Linked DNA regions of Mus musculus: regions 1, 3 and 4 are each linked to region 2. A link is a contact called in public ChIA-PET, HiChIP or PLAC-seq and promoter capture Hi-C data. All regions are on one chromosome and are shown on one strand. The core of a region is the stretch at or near the end of the contact, and the rest is flanking DNA. Distances in the headings are between cores, read along the strand shown. Region 1 holds the start of Ndufa9 (NADH:ubiquinone oxidoreductase subunit A9). Region 2 holds the start of Parp11 (poly (ADP-ribose) polymerase family, member 11). Region 3 has its middle 9.8 kb from the start of Gm52879. Region 4 has its middle 14 kb from the start of 1700018A23Rik.

Evidence for each region. Promoter capture Hi-C pulls out the DNA fragments that hold promoters and counts their contacts. ChIA-PET counts read pairs in DNA pulled down with a chosen protein or histone mark. HiChIP or PLAC-seq counts read pairs in DNA pulled down with a chosen protein or histone mark.
Region 1: a promoter capture Hi-C map of pre-B cells shows a contact between it and region 2, with 2.9 times the contacts expected there. The contact joins the promoter of Ndufa9 here to the promoter of Parp11 in region 2. A contact is called at or near these places in 12 of 39 promoter capture datasets (the 3T3-L1 cell line, the C10 cell line, the HPC-7 cell line and 7 more), 1 of 15 datasets of contacts at CTCF or cohesin (large pre-B cells), 8 of 484 Hi-C or Micro-C datasets (B cells, CD4 T cells, CD8 T cells and 3 more), 5 of 115 datasets of contacts at active chromatin or transcription factors (the 230-238 cell line, bone marrow-derived macrophages, embryonic stem cells and 2 more) and 3 of 9 other capture datasets (adipose tissue, liver and pancreatic islet).
Region 3: a contact with region 2 is called in an H3K27ac HiChIP or PLAC-seq map of embryonic stem cells, with 4 times the contacts expected there. The contact joins the enhancer-like site here to the promoter of Parp11 in region 2. A contact is called at or near these places in 1 of 39 promoter capture datasets (cranial neural crest) and 4 of 115 datasets of contacts at active chromatin or transcription factors (astrocytes, embryonic limb bud, embryonic stem cells and 1 more).
Region 4: a contact with region 2 is called in an RNA polymerase II ChIA-PET map of memory CD8 T cells, with 66 read pairs. The contact joins the enhancer-like site here to the promoter of Parp11 in region 2. A contact is called at or near these places in 14 of 39 promoter capture datasets (the 3T3-L1 cell line, the C10 cell line, the HPC-7 cell line and 7 more), 3 of 484 Hi-C or Micro-C datasets (CD4 T cells, CD8 T cells and embryonic stem cells) and 4 of 115 datasets of contacts at active chromatin or transcription factors (embryonic stem cells, large pre-B cells, memory CD8 T cells and 1 more).

The regions. Positions count from the first base shown.
Region 1 is chr6:126,847,736-126,850,435 of GRCm38.p6, reverse strand. It overlaps Ndufa9 (NADH:ubiquinone oxidoreductase subunit A9), which reads left to right and starts at 1,292. Exons shown (of 11, transcript NM_025358.3): 1 at 1,292-1,372. The coding sequence starts at 1,324.
Region 2 is chr6:127,452,177-127,454,876 of GRCm38.p6, reverse strand. It overlaps Parp11 (poly (ADP-ribose) polymerase family, member 11), which reads right to left and starts at 1,250. Exons shown (of 9, transcript NM_181402.4): 1 at 1,055-1,250.
Region 3 is chr6:128,090,422-128,093,121 of GRCm38.p6, reverse strand. It overlaps a transcript of Tspan9 not described here. Among named protein-coding and RNA genes, the nearest start is that of Gm52879, 9.8 kb to the left of the region's middle. Within about 2 kb of position 1,446, at least 59 of the 459 cell types and tissues checked have an H3K27ac peak or open chromatin away from gene starts, as enhancers often do. A contact at or near this core is called in embryonic stem cells, where this site is marked.
Region 4 is chr6:126,806,803-126,809,502 of GRCm38.p6, reverse strand. It overlaps the pseudogene Gm29788. Among named protein-coding and RNA genes, the nearest start is that of 1700018A23Rik, 14 kb to the left of the region's middle. Within about 2 kb of position 1,267, at least 17 of the 459 cell types and tissues checked have an H3K27ac peak or open chromatin away from gene starts, as enhancers often do. A contact at or near this core is called in memory CD8 T cells, where this site is marked.

The DNA.
Region 1 (2,700 bases), core at 43-2,542, 600 kb after region 2:
ACAGTTTTAATCAATTAATCAGCCTTTCTAGAAAGTTCAGAACTTGCAGCTTCTTTCTGGGAACTTCAGTTTGCAAGCCCATGTCTTTTACTCAGGTATAGCTAGAGGATGACTGGAATCAAGTTTTTTAATTTTTTAAAATTTGAGACAAGGTCACCTAGGCTGGCCTGGATCTCCCTATCCTCCTGTCCCTGCCTTCCAAGAGCTGGGATTATAGGCAGGGACCACCAGAGCCTGAAAAAAGATTTTTAAATGCAAGTGGTTCTATTTTCTCAGAACATCCCGAGGCTCCAGGTAAATCTTTGCAGAACAACACAGATTTTCAAAGAGGCCCAGTTTTTAAAAAAGCTGCTCTGGGTAAAGCCAGCAGTTTTTCCATAAGAAAAATATGTTGAATGTCAAGCATAGCATGCGATTTTATATCACATTTCAGGTGATTCACGTTTCAAAACCATTTATAAATCTCTGGATCAGCCCAGGGTGGTGACTCCTACCTGAAGCAGAGAGCTGTACCACAAGTTCGAAGCCAACTAGGACTTCAAAGGGAGACCCTGTCTCAAAAATTCCAAAAATAGAACTTCTCGTTTCATAATTCAGTTAGTGATGAGTGTGCTTCAATAAACAAAATTCACGACCGAACAAACACATAAACCCCAGCCAATCAAATTCACGACACAGAGACTGATCACCGCGTTGGAAAAGGTGATCAGAAGTCCCTGGTGAGGTCATCTATGAGTGGAATTGAATTGGTGCAGACATCTAAGTATGCATTCTATGAAAGGGGACAGTGAACACTAACGCCCTGCAAAAGGATGTTCCTGGCGGCGTTGGCGTGCGAGGGGCTTAGGGTGGGGGCGCCTCTGCATTTCTATTTAACTCCCCCACTTGTACACTGTACGCAGACCCTATTACACCTTTTTCCTCCGTGCAACTCCTTGAGTGCAGGGGCACCCTTCCTTCTTACCCCTGCAGAGCTGTCTGACTCTTTTTGGTAATTAGCCCATAGAAAAAGGGTCTTTGAAAGCTGGCCATTTTGCATGCCCTTGAGTCAGTCCTTGGTTAACTCTGAAATGCAGATTCCCCGGAAATATCAGGTGGTCTTCACAACCCATTCCAAAACCGGGACTGTATTTTCCCCTGCCTTCTCCTCCTCTTTTTCTTTTTCTCTCCTCTGCTTTTACTCCCAGGCTCTCTTATCAACCATCAACCTGCCACTTCCGTTCCCAGTTGGCGTTTGCGCAGAGAGGTCCTTGAGATACCATTTGACCCCGCGTTGTTGCCGTAGTTGGCGGAAGCACCGGCCGTGAGGCATTGTGGGAGAAGATGGCGGCCGCCGTCCGCTTTCGGGTTGTTAGAGCGCTTCCAATGTCACGTAAGTGTCACCGGGGACCGGGTCTTGGGGTTGCATTCGGCGACGGGAACATGACCTTTCTTCCTCATACTCTTGGCTCATGTGTGAAACTGCACTCGGCAAGGGGACGGAGAGCTGGAGGAGCTGGGAGGGACGAGGAGAACCCGGACACTGACAGGTTCGAGATAGTGCGTGGATTGTGGGGAAGGTTGCGGTCCAAGAGAGTACTTATCCAGGGGAAAGGGGGCTTGGACGGCAGGACATCGATTGACTTCATGGTGGTGATCGCACTGGAAATCAGAATCCGCGCCACAGATGTCAGGTTGTGGCGGTAGGGACTGCAGCAGCGAGAGATGGTTGTGGAGAGTCGGGAGCTGGGTGGAAAGAAAAGTGAAGGACCGCTTAGAATTTGTCAGCGTTGTTTATTTACTCTTCTGTCGTGATTGAATGTGTTCACAGCCCTCAAATCGAAACCATGCATTTGCACCTGCAGATCAAGGGAGGCAAAGCATTCAGTCGTTACAGTTCACGGCCCTTCCACTCTCCACGCCACAAACATGCCCGCTTCACTTACAGTTTTCCATAGTGTGTTTTTAAAAAACTCGTTACAGAATGTCAAGTCATTCTCAAAATCGCTTCATGTCAGACCACGTAGAAGAGCTTTTGTTCTTAGGGTAGTGGGAGCAGGAAATTCCAACAGACGCTAAGCTGGGGTCAGATGTCCTTATGCCATTGCTAAAGCCATCACCACTTCTTTGCCATGTCCATTGCTTCTTTCTTCATGTCCCCAACTGAGCCCACACTACTGAAAGTAGACAAAACATGGCCATTCCCAAGAAGTTTTTTATTAGGCCCTCTGCCACACTACAGGGAAAAACAGCACAGAAGAGGGTCTCCCGGGAGACTCGCTAGATAGGCAGAGAAGGGATATTTGGAGCAATCACAGCCTATCCTCTTTAGTACCAGTCACAGTTGGCCCTCTGTGCATGTTCTCTAACCTCAGAAATGAGTACAGGGTCATCTAGAATTGGGTTGTAACAGCATAAAAATCTGGGACAAACTGTTTGAGGTGACCTGGCCGAGGAGGGGCTTTCAGGAGTCAGGGCTGCTTGGTTCATGTAGTTTCCCCAAGGCATCCATGTGATTGATATTCAGGGTTTCTGGTGCTGCCATTAGGGCTGATTGATAGTCTTCTGCTCAGATAATCAGAATAGCAAGAGATAGTCCAACAGCTGCTAATTAGGGAGTCAGCTGTTCCTGTACCCCAGTCTTTTTTATTTACTGTAAATGAACATCAAAGGAGCTTTAGAGTAGGATTTTATAAGACAGAAAGACATGGTAGCTCACAC
Region 2 (2,700 bases), core at 1-2,500:
CAATTTTGCTAAAATCACATCCAAACGTATACTTTCCTCTGCCCTGATCTGATGACAGTATTAGTGTATGAATCAAAACTATCTGGTAACTGTCATGATGGAATGGGATGGAATGGAACTACAATGTGGACTGAATCCCAATTCATGGGCTCATTTCTAATCAGGTACTAACTTTCAGACGTGGGAAAATTTACTGATAGACTTAACTGATAATACACTTAAGTAGGAAGTAGGTTACTGGTTTTGTGAGGGAAAGCAAAAGGGTTACTTCAAGTATTGACTTAGAGGGTTATTGAAGTCAAATTAATGGTTAGCTCAGCTTCTGAGGTAGTTTCACAAACTAAGTCCACAAATTTCTTGAAATGCGATTCTGCCCATCGACCCCGAAGTTTTAAGTTCAGCGTACATTTTTCTCACTATTACATTCCCATAACAAGATCTGAATACTCTTGACAAATAGATCTGAATCCTCATTCATGGCGGGTAGGAGTTTGAATGAACGAACGAATGAATGAACGAACGAACCAATGAATGAAAGCAAGTATTAAAAAAAAATGCCTGCAGACATAAGACCTACTGAAGGCAAACAAAGGATTCCAGATCATTGTTCTAACCACGGAAAGAAAACATTTAAGAACGTCATCCCCTGAAACTCATATAGAGGATCCTCCATGCTCTGTAGCTCCAAAAAGAAGGAGCAACGAGGGTGCGGGGGTCGAAAGGAACTAGCAGGTTCGAAAGCCAGTAACTTCAACTGGAAAGCAGAATACAAAATATAAAATGAGGGAAAAAAGCGAAGACAGAGAAGCCCCCGGAAGTAAAATCAACAATCGGGAAAGGAAAGCAACAGCGTAGAAGCGGCCACCGAACGCTCCCACGGCTCAAAGCTGCGAGTCCACGGCCCGCAGGAGGCCCCCGCGAAGCGGGACAGCCACGACCCCGGAACGCAAACCCCCAGCCTGAGGCACCGCGGGGGCGAGTTCCCGGGAACGCCTCCCCGCCCTTCTCAGGCAACCCCGCCCACTGGGCCCGCCCCGTCCCGCCGGCTACTCACCGGATTCGCTTCCCACATAACGGTGCGAAATCGAGCGGAGAGAGCCTGGGGGAGGGGCTAGCCGTGGGGTCGATATGGTGGGCTTTTTCCGAGGGTCCCCAGGAGCGAAAGGACCGAAAGGCACCCTTTACGGAAGCCTTCCTTCTCCCCCTCCCCGTCACAAGCTGGCGTCTTCGGACCATCGAACCTCCCGACTTCCGCCTGGATCCAGCCAATCAGTGGCGGTCCCGCCCACCGCAAACTCGCTCCGCCTCTATGGCGCCCTTGGAACTTCCGCGCGTGCTGTCGCGGGCCGCCTTTACCTGTGTGGTAAAGCTGTTTGAAGCCGGCCATCATACCCACCACGTGATCGTCAAGCGTGGCAGGCTGCGTTTCCTCCATGCAGAACCTACGTTTATTAAAGATCACCTTATACCGAGTTTAGTGGCCAACCAAGTACTAGGCCTGAGAAGCACAACTCGACCAATGGCTTAAAGGTTAAAGCTTCAAACCTCTTTGTTGTTTGCAACATCCTCGAATTGGAGGTGATGATAGTTCTACCTGAGGGTGTAAATGAGCTTGCTGAAATCAGGTGCTTAGGTGTTTGCAATCTAGAAAATAATAAATAAATAAAGGGAGCTATTGGCCACGTGTCACTGGGCTTGGACGTGAACACTGACCAATATGTTGTCCCTGTCCTCGTGGATTTTAGAATCGACAGAAGAAAGCAAAAAGTAATTTGGAAACGCAAGAATGTAAAAACGTGAAATTTTAGACAGCATGGCAAATATGGAGGTTTCCAAGCAGGTTTACCTGAGTGCCTTGAATGCTAAGGCCTCAAATAGGTTCTTACACCGGTCACAAAAGAGGTACGATGGAAGAATATTCTTAAAGGCAAAGAAGTAGTGTGAGACTATAGGTGTATTTTTAAAAATAGGTCAAAGAATGACCACAGATTCAGAACCTGATTGTTTTTTACATTTTAATATATTTTTCCATTCCCATGTGTATGAATCTATTTCTTCAGACTATAGCATTCCATAGTTTACATGTTACACACATATCTTAAATAATCTACTGTGAGAGACACAAGTTACTATGTAACAAAAATTACTATAATCACTATTTTTGTTCAGACATTCATTAACCTCTTTGGAACGAATTCTTAGAAATGATACTGTTCAATAAGAAATTCTAAAAATTGTTGCCAAATGGTTAACCAGTTGCCCAAATACTTATTGCATAGCATAATTATTTTTTCTTACTACTTTGAAGTACATTTGCTAAATTTGCATGCATATGCATATATACATATATTCCTGAATATTCTTATCTGCTAATCCTCTGCTTATTCCTATGCTTTGCCATGCTATTATAATGTATAGATTCCTAATGTACTTGCTCTTTGATAAGAAATATCTCCTAATTTTCTTTTTCAGTTTTTTTCAAAATAATGAGTTCTCATCCAGAACACACTTCTTCCTGTATTTCAGGCCATGTGTCGGGAGTCGGGCTGGGCTGGGTATATGAACCCAGAACCTCACACATGCTAAACACCTCTTCCACCACTGAGTTATGCCCCTCCTGCCTAGGTCTCTGATATCTTTAAGTACATTAAAGCTATTTTTACAACAACCTTTATGTGTTTGATTTGGCTATTTTATAGG
Region 3 (2,700 bases), core at 197-2,696, 640 kb before region 2:
GCTTCGTGAGAATAACTTGCTGGAGAGGAGGGGAGAGGAGAGGAGGCAGAACTGAAGGCTACCTGCTGAGTATCTATCATGATAGAAGAGTGCCACTGGCCAGCCACCCTGGTCAGTTCACTGGCTCTGCAGTATAGAACTGTCCTGGGTTGTAGTTTCCTCAGCTACCAATGGCATTAACTCTGCCATTGTGAGAGGTGATCCTTGGAGCTACTCCCAAAAGGTGTCACATGAGGTTGGCCACCCTGACCTTGTTGGAGGTCAAGCTCCAGGCAAGTGCTTTCCTTTTTGTGCGAGCCAGTATTGACCTTGAGTCTCCATCCCCCATGCTGTGGCTAACCCAGAGCTAAACAAGTCACAGTGTTAAAAATAGCCTCACCCTCACTTACATGTCCAGCGTGCTGCTTCTGCGGCGTGGATGGGTGATAGACCGACACTGTCTTCCCAGTTACCAAGTTACCAGTTACTGACATCTTAGTGTAGGTTAATCTTGTAGATATTTTGGCCTCAGAAGGACCCATGTAATGATCCTTTGTTGTACCAATGGGGGCATGTTAAGGTTTTCGGGAGGAAGGAACTTACCAGGCATTTGACAGACATCAGGGGTGAACCGAAGCATGCGCTCAGATCACACTATGTCTGTCTTGCCTCTTGGATGGGCAATACAGCCCAGGGTTCCGGAGGGCCCACTGTTTCTCTCAGGATAGCTGCTTTAGAGTTGACAGTCGCTCAGGTTTCAAGGCCCACAAGCAAACTGGAAGCTAGATGGCCTTCTATAAGACAAGAAGGAAGGAGGCCTTGGGACAGTAGCAGCTAGAGCTCTTTTGAGTCCTCAGTCTTCCAAGGTTGGAAGTAGGGTCTCTGAGGTGTAGGCCGAACTATGAGGCCAGCTGCCTAACAGGAGGGCGACCGCTAGTGAACACGAAGAAGTAGAGAAGATGGATGGGTGAGCCAGTGACTGGTGCCCAGGGCGGAAGGATGAGGGAGGTGGTGTGTGACATGGAAGAGACAGTGATGCTGGCACAGATGGGGGAAGGAGGGGCTGCATGAAGACAAGTGCGCAGCCTGGGGGCCCCTGGCTGTGGCAAGTGACAGGAAGAACAGCTGAAAGGAACCAGAGGAGGAGAGGAGGAAAGGCCACCCAGGACAGTAGGCATGGTCAGGACTGACATCATGCTTTGCTGCCTGCCGATTCAGGCCAATCGCCATTCCAGCCTTTCTGCCCTTTCTCCTAAGCCCTTGGATGGACATCTGGCAGGTCTTCTGTTTTGTGAGGGTGTTGCACTTTTTTTTTTATCTGGCACTCACGACTCCTGTGTGGGTTCTACTTGTGGTCACCTAGTCTCAGTCTGGACTTGTTGGGGAGGGGGATATAGCCCCTGAGACTTCTTGGTGGCCTTGTTGTGGTGCCTGCTCTTCCATGTGCTGGCCACTAGATGGCAGCAGGAAACCTGTTGGTTTTTTCCAGCAGGTTGTTTTACTCAGTCTAGCTTTCCTGGCCATGTGGCCCTCTGCCTCAGTCTCAAATCACATTTGTCACAGGTTCTTAGATGGTTCTGAGGCAAGGCTGAGTGAGATGAAGCCGCATCAGTCTACTTTTGAGAAGTGGCTGTCTCAGGACACTGTCACAGGCTTGGAGGTGGCCTTTCAGCACCCTACCTGTGGCCAAACACCCTTTGTAGGGTGTTCCTGCTGTAGACTACACTCTAGCTGTGCGTTGCAGGGCTGTGTGGGGCCCAGAAGCAGAGAACTGGGCTCTGAGGAAACTGAGACTGCCCACCTCCACCTCAGCTTGGCAGCCTGTGTGGTTGGTGCCAGACATGGAGGGAGGGGTCATGCCTAGGGCAGGACTAGCCTGGGAAGAGCAGTGCTGTAAGATCAAGGACAGAGCTTTCCTGCAGCAGGGACATACAGCACTAGCAAACTCCCTGGAAGCTCAGCTTGAGTCCAGAAGTGGGCGGAGTCTGCCGATTTCATGGCCCATCTACTCCCAGCAACCCCTGGGTGTAGTCCCCCATCCCACAGCTGGTCATAGCCACGTGTAGCCTTAGATCTCTGCAGGGTAGTCCCACAGGATGCCAAGCCACACCCCATTTCAGGTTCAGTCTTCAGTGCTCTGAGTGTTGTTTCTGGGTCTGCAGTTTTTGTCTGGCGTCAGGGCTCATATGTCTTTCCTACAGTTTTGTGTCAAGGACTGGGCTGTCCTCTTGAGACCCATGGCGTGAACTGGAGTCTCAGAGAGGTCAAGGGTATTTTCAACGTTTCCAAGATAAAACGCTGAACTGGCCATTGATCCGGAGGCTGGGACATTTTTTATTCTTCCTGTAATGATCAGCTTTGCACGTGGCGGGGTTAGTGGGTGAAAGAGAAATTCTCCCAGGATGCCAGAAATGGGGACACGATCTGTCACCACCCCCACCTACTACCTCTAAGTACCCTATTAGTCTGTACCCCAAACATAGCCAGGGATGGGACCCTAGTTGTTCTATGGAGATACCAGGTGGCCCCAGCTGCCAGAGCCTTCCGCTGGTTAGTGATGCTATGTAGGCATCTGGTAGGGGATGAGAGTGTTTGGTGGTGTGCCTTGCACTTCTAACTGGCCTATCGAGCTAGTGTTGCTGCCCAGACCCTACCCATGGTAGTTGCTCTCTCTGGGACCCCATTCTAGGTGGCCTCCCCGTGTGGAAGCACTGTCCACGA
Region 4 (2,700 bases), core at 18-2,517, 650 kb after region 2:
TTTTGTTATTGAATTGCAACTTCCATTCTTCCTTCCTTCCCCGCCCCTCCACTCCCCCTCCCTCCTTGAGCTGGCTTCCAGAACTGAGTAAAAACCTGCGGGAGGGGAGGAGAAACGGAGTAGGTTCAGCAGCCCCTGCTCTGCTTCCTGGTCTGTGGCGTGTGGGAGTCCCAGTCACTTGTCCCTGCTGTCACAACCTCTGCTGTGCCCTGCCATGATGGACGGACCCTCCTGGACCCTGAGCACAGATGAACCTTGCTTCCCCTAAGTCGCCTCTGCTGGATACCTTGTCATATCAGTGAGAAAGGTTTGTAATACAACCAGAGGCTCCACAAAGGTGGATATTAAAAATACAAAATCGGGCTGGCGAGATGGCTCAGTGGTTAAGAGCACTGACTGCTCTTCCGAAGGTCCTGAGTTCAATTCCCAGCAACCACATGGTGGCTCACAACCATCCGTAATGAGATCTGATGCCTTCTTCTGGAGTGTCTGAAGACAGCTATGGTACTTACATATAATAAAATAAATAAATCTAAAAAAAAAAATACAAAATCGACAACCATTTTAATTTTTAAGCGTGGATTGAGATTTCCTTCCAGAGTGGCAGATCGCTGAAGCATCTTTCTCTTCCAAAACAAAACCATCTGCCTGGAGAAAATGATACACCAGGCAACATTTTCAGCAATCGTCTCAAGGATACACAGCAAATGGAGAATCATCCTGGCAAGAACATTTTCTAAATCTCAATCTCAACAAGGCTCAGTGGGAGTCTGTGGCATATGAGCGGCTGTTTTCTCCGTGTGCCCTGCCCCCGCCCCCGCCCCCTAGTTCTAGAGAATAGTCTATGCCAAGTTCTCTACTCTGGGTAGGATGTTCAAGGGGGTCTTGCCACTGCATTTCCCATAGGGCTGTGGTTTCACCCCTGGGAAGGGCAAGCCAACAGCAATCAGCCGCCTTCCCCACCCACACCCATCACTGAGATTCAAGTCCTCCACCTGTGGAGGCAGCAGAAGCAGCTGTGATTCCCACTCTCCTCACCTCCTCCTTCCTCCATCCCCTGATGCTCTCCACCTCACTCCTGCTCTGAGGTTTCAACTCCAACTGCACCAGACCCAGAATGCAGGGTTGCAGCTGTCTCTTGCCCAGATTGCTTACACAGAGGAAGTTCTATCCTGGAACGCTAATATCCGGAGGAAGCCCAGGCTCTACTTCCTACCTCCCACCTTCCTGTCCTTTGTGTCTGCTTATAGAATCACGTGTCACACTAGCTCAGGAAGAAAATGAGCTGCTCCCTATACCCCTGACCACTGAGTACAGAGGAGGAAGCTCCGTCCAGAAAGTAATTCAAGGCAAAAATCTTCCCTGATCTTTCTAAGGAACTAGCCTTATTTGGAACGGTTTTTAAATCAGGGTCTCTTTCTGTAGCTCTCTGGCTGTCTACTCTCTGTGTAGGCTGGGACTTCTCGGAACTCACAGAGATCCATTGGTCTCTGCCTCCCCAGGGCTGAGATTAAAGGTGTGTGCTGTCATTCCCAGCTAACCATGCATTCTTGGTGGAGAATTTCAGAGGAAACTCAAAGCTCATGATATAACCAGTAGCCTGCACAATGCGGAACATTCAGACATTTAACAGAAGCTGGGAAGACACACAAAGAATCCCATGGTATCATATGCCTGCCATGTTGGTTTGCAAGCAACTGGCCTGGACCCACTCAGGAGCAAACAGATGACCCCAAGAGAAAGACTGAGAGCCATTTCTTAGCCTATACACAAACCCATCAAAGGGCAGCAGAAACCTCCGGGTACTCAGGCCATCACCCTAACTTCTGAGTAGTGTGACTAGTAAGCCACTCCGACCCAGGTCAACTTCTAGGATGCTAGGCTTAAAAGAGCAAAGCCGCCCGGCATGGTGGCGCACGCCTTTAATCCCAGCACTGGGGAGGCAGAGGCAGGCGGATTTCTGAGTTTGAGGCCAGCCTGGTCTACAAAGTGAGTTCCAGGACAGCCAGGGCTATACAGAGAAACTCTGTTTTGGAAAATAAATAAATAAATAAATAAATAAATAAAACAAACAAAAAAAAGAACAAAGCCATGTGCCATAATTTCTTCAGATTGTACTTTAAAAAATCTTTCACTCAATCTTCCAACCTTCACATTTCCGGTTTGCTTTGGAGACCCTAATTAAAGTCAGATGTCACTTAATGATAGGCTGAGTTCTGGGGAAGGTAATATTAAGACATTTTTGTCATAGTACAAACACAAAGTGTGTTTACATAAACTAAGACAGCTGAGACATCATTGGGCGGCCTAATGTTATGGGAGCCATGTTTGTACATGTGGTCTCTCATAGACTGAGCACTTTCATGTGGCTTTTTACACTTTATATATGAGAAATGAGAACATTCCAGTAAAGGAGTTTGCTCATGAGCTGGAGAGATGGCTCAGCATTTAAGAGCCAGATTTTGTTCTCAGCATCTATGCTGACATTCACAACCATCTCTAACTCCATTTCCGGGGATCTGACACCCTCTGCTGGCCTCTGCAGGTACTGCGTGAATACGGTACACATACATAGTTGCAGGCAAACACTCATACATATAAAATGAAAATAAATAATTTTTAAAAAGAAGCTTGCTTAAGTATGTTTCTCTAATTGTTGTTTACAATTACCCCAAAGGAAAAGTACCCTAAATATATTCA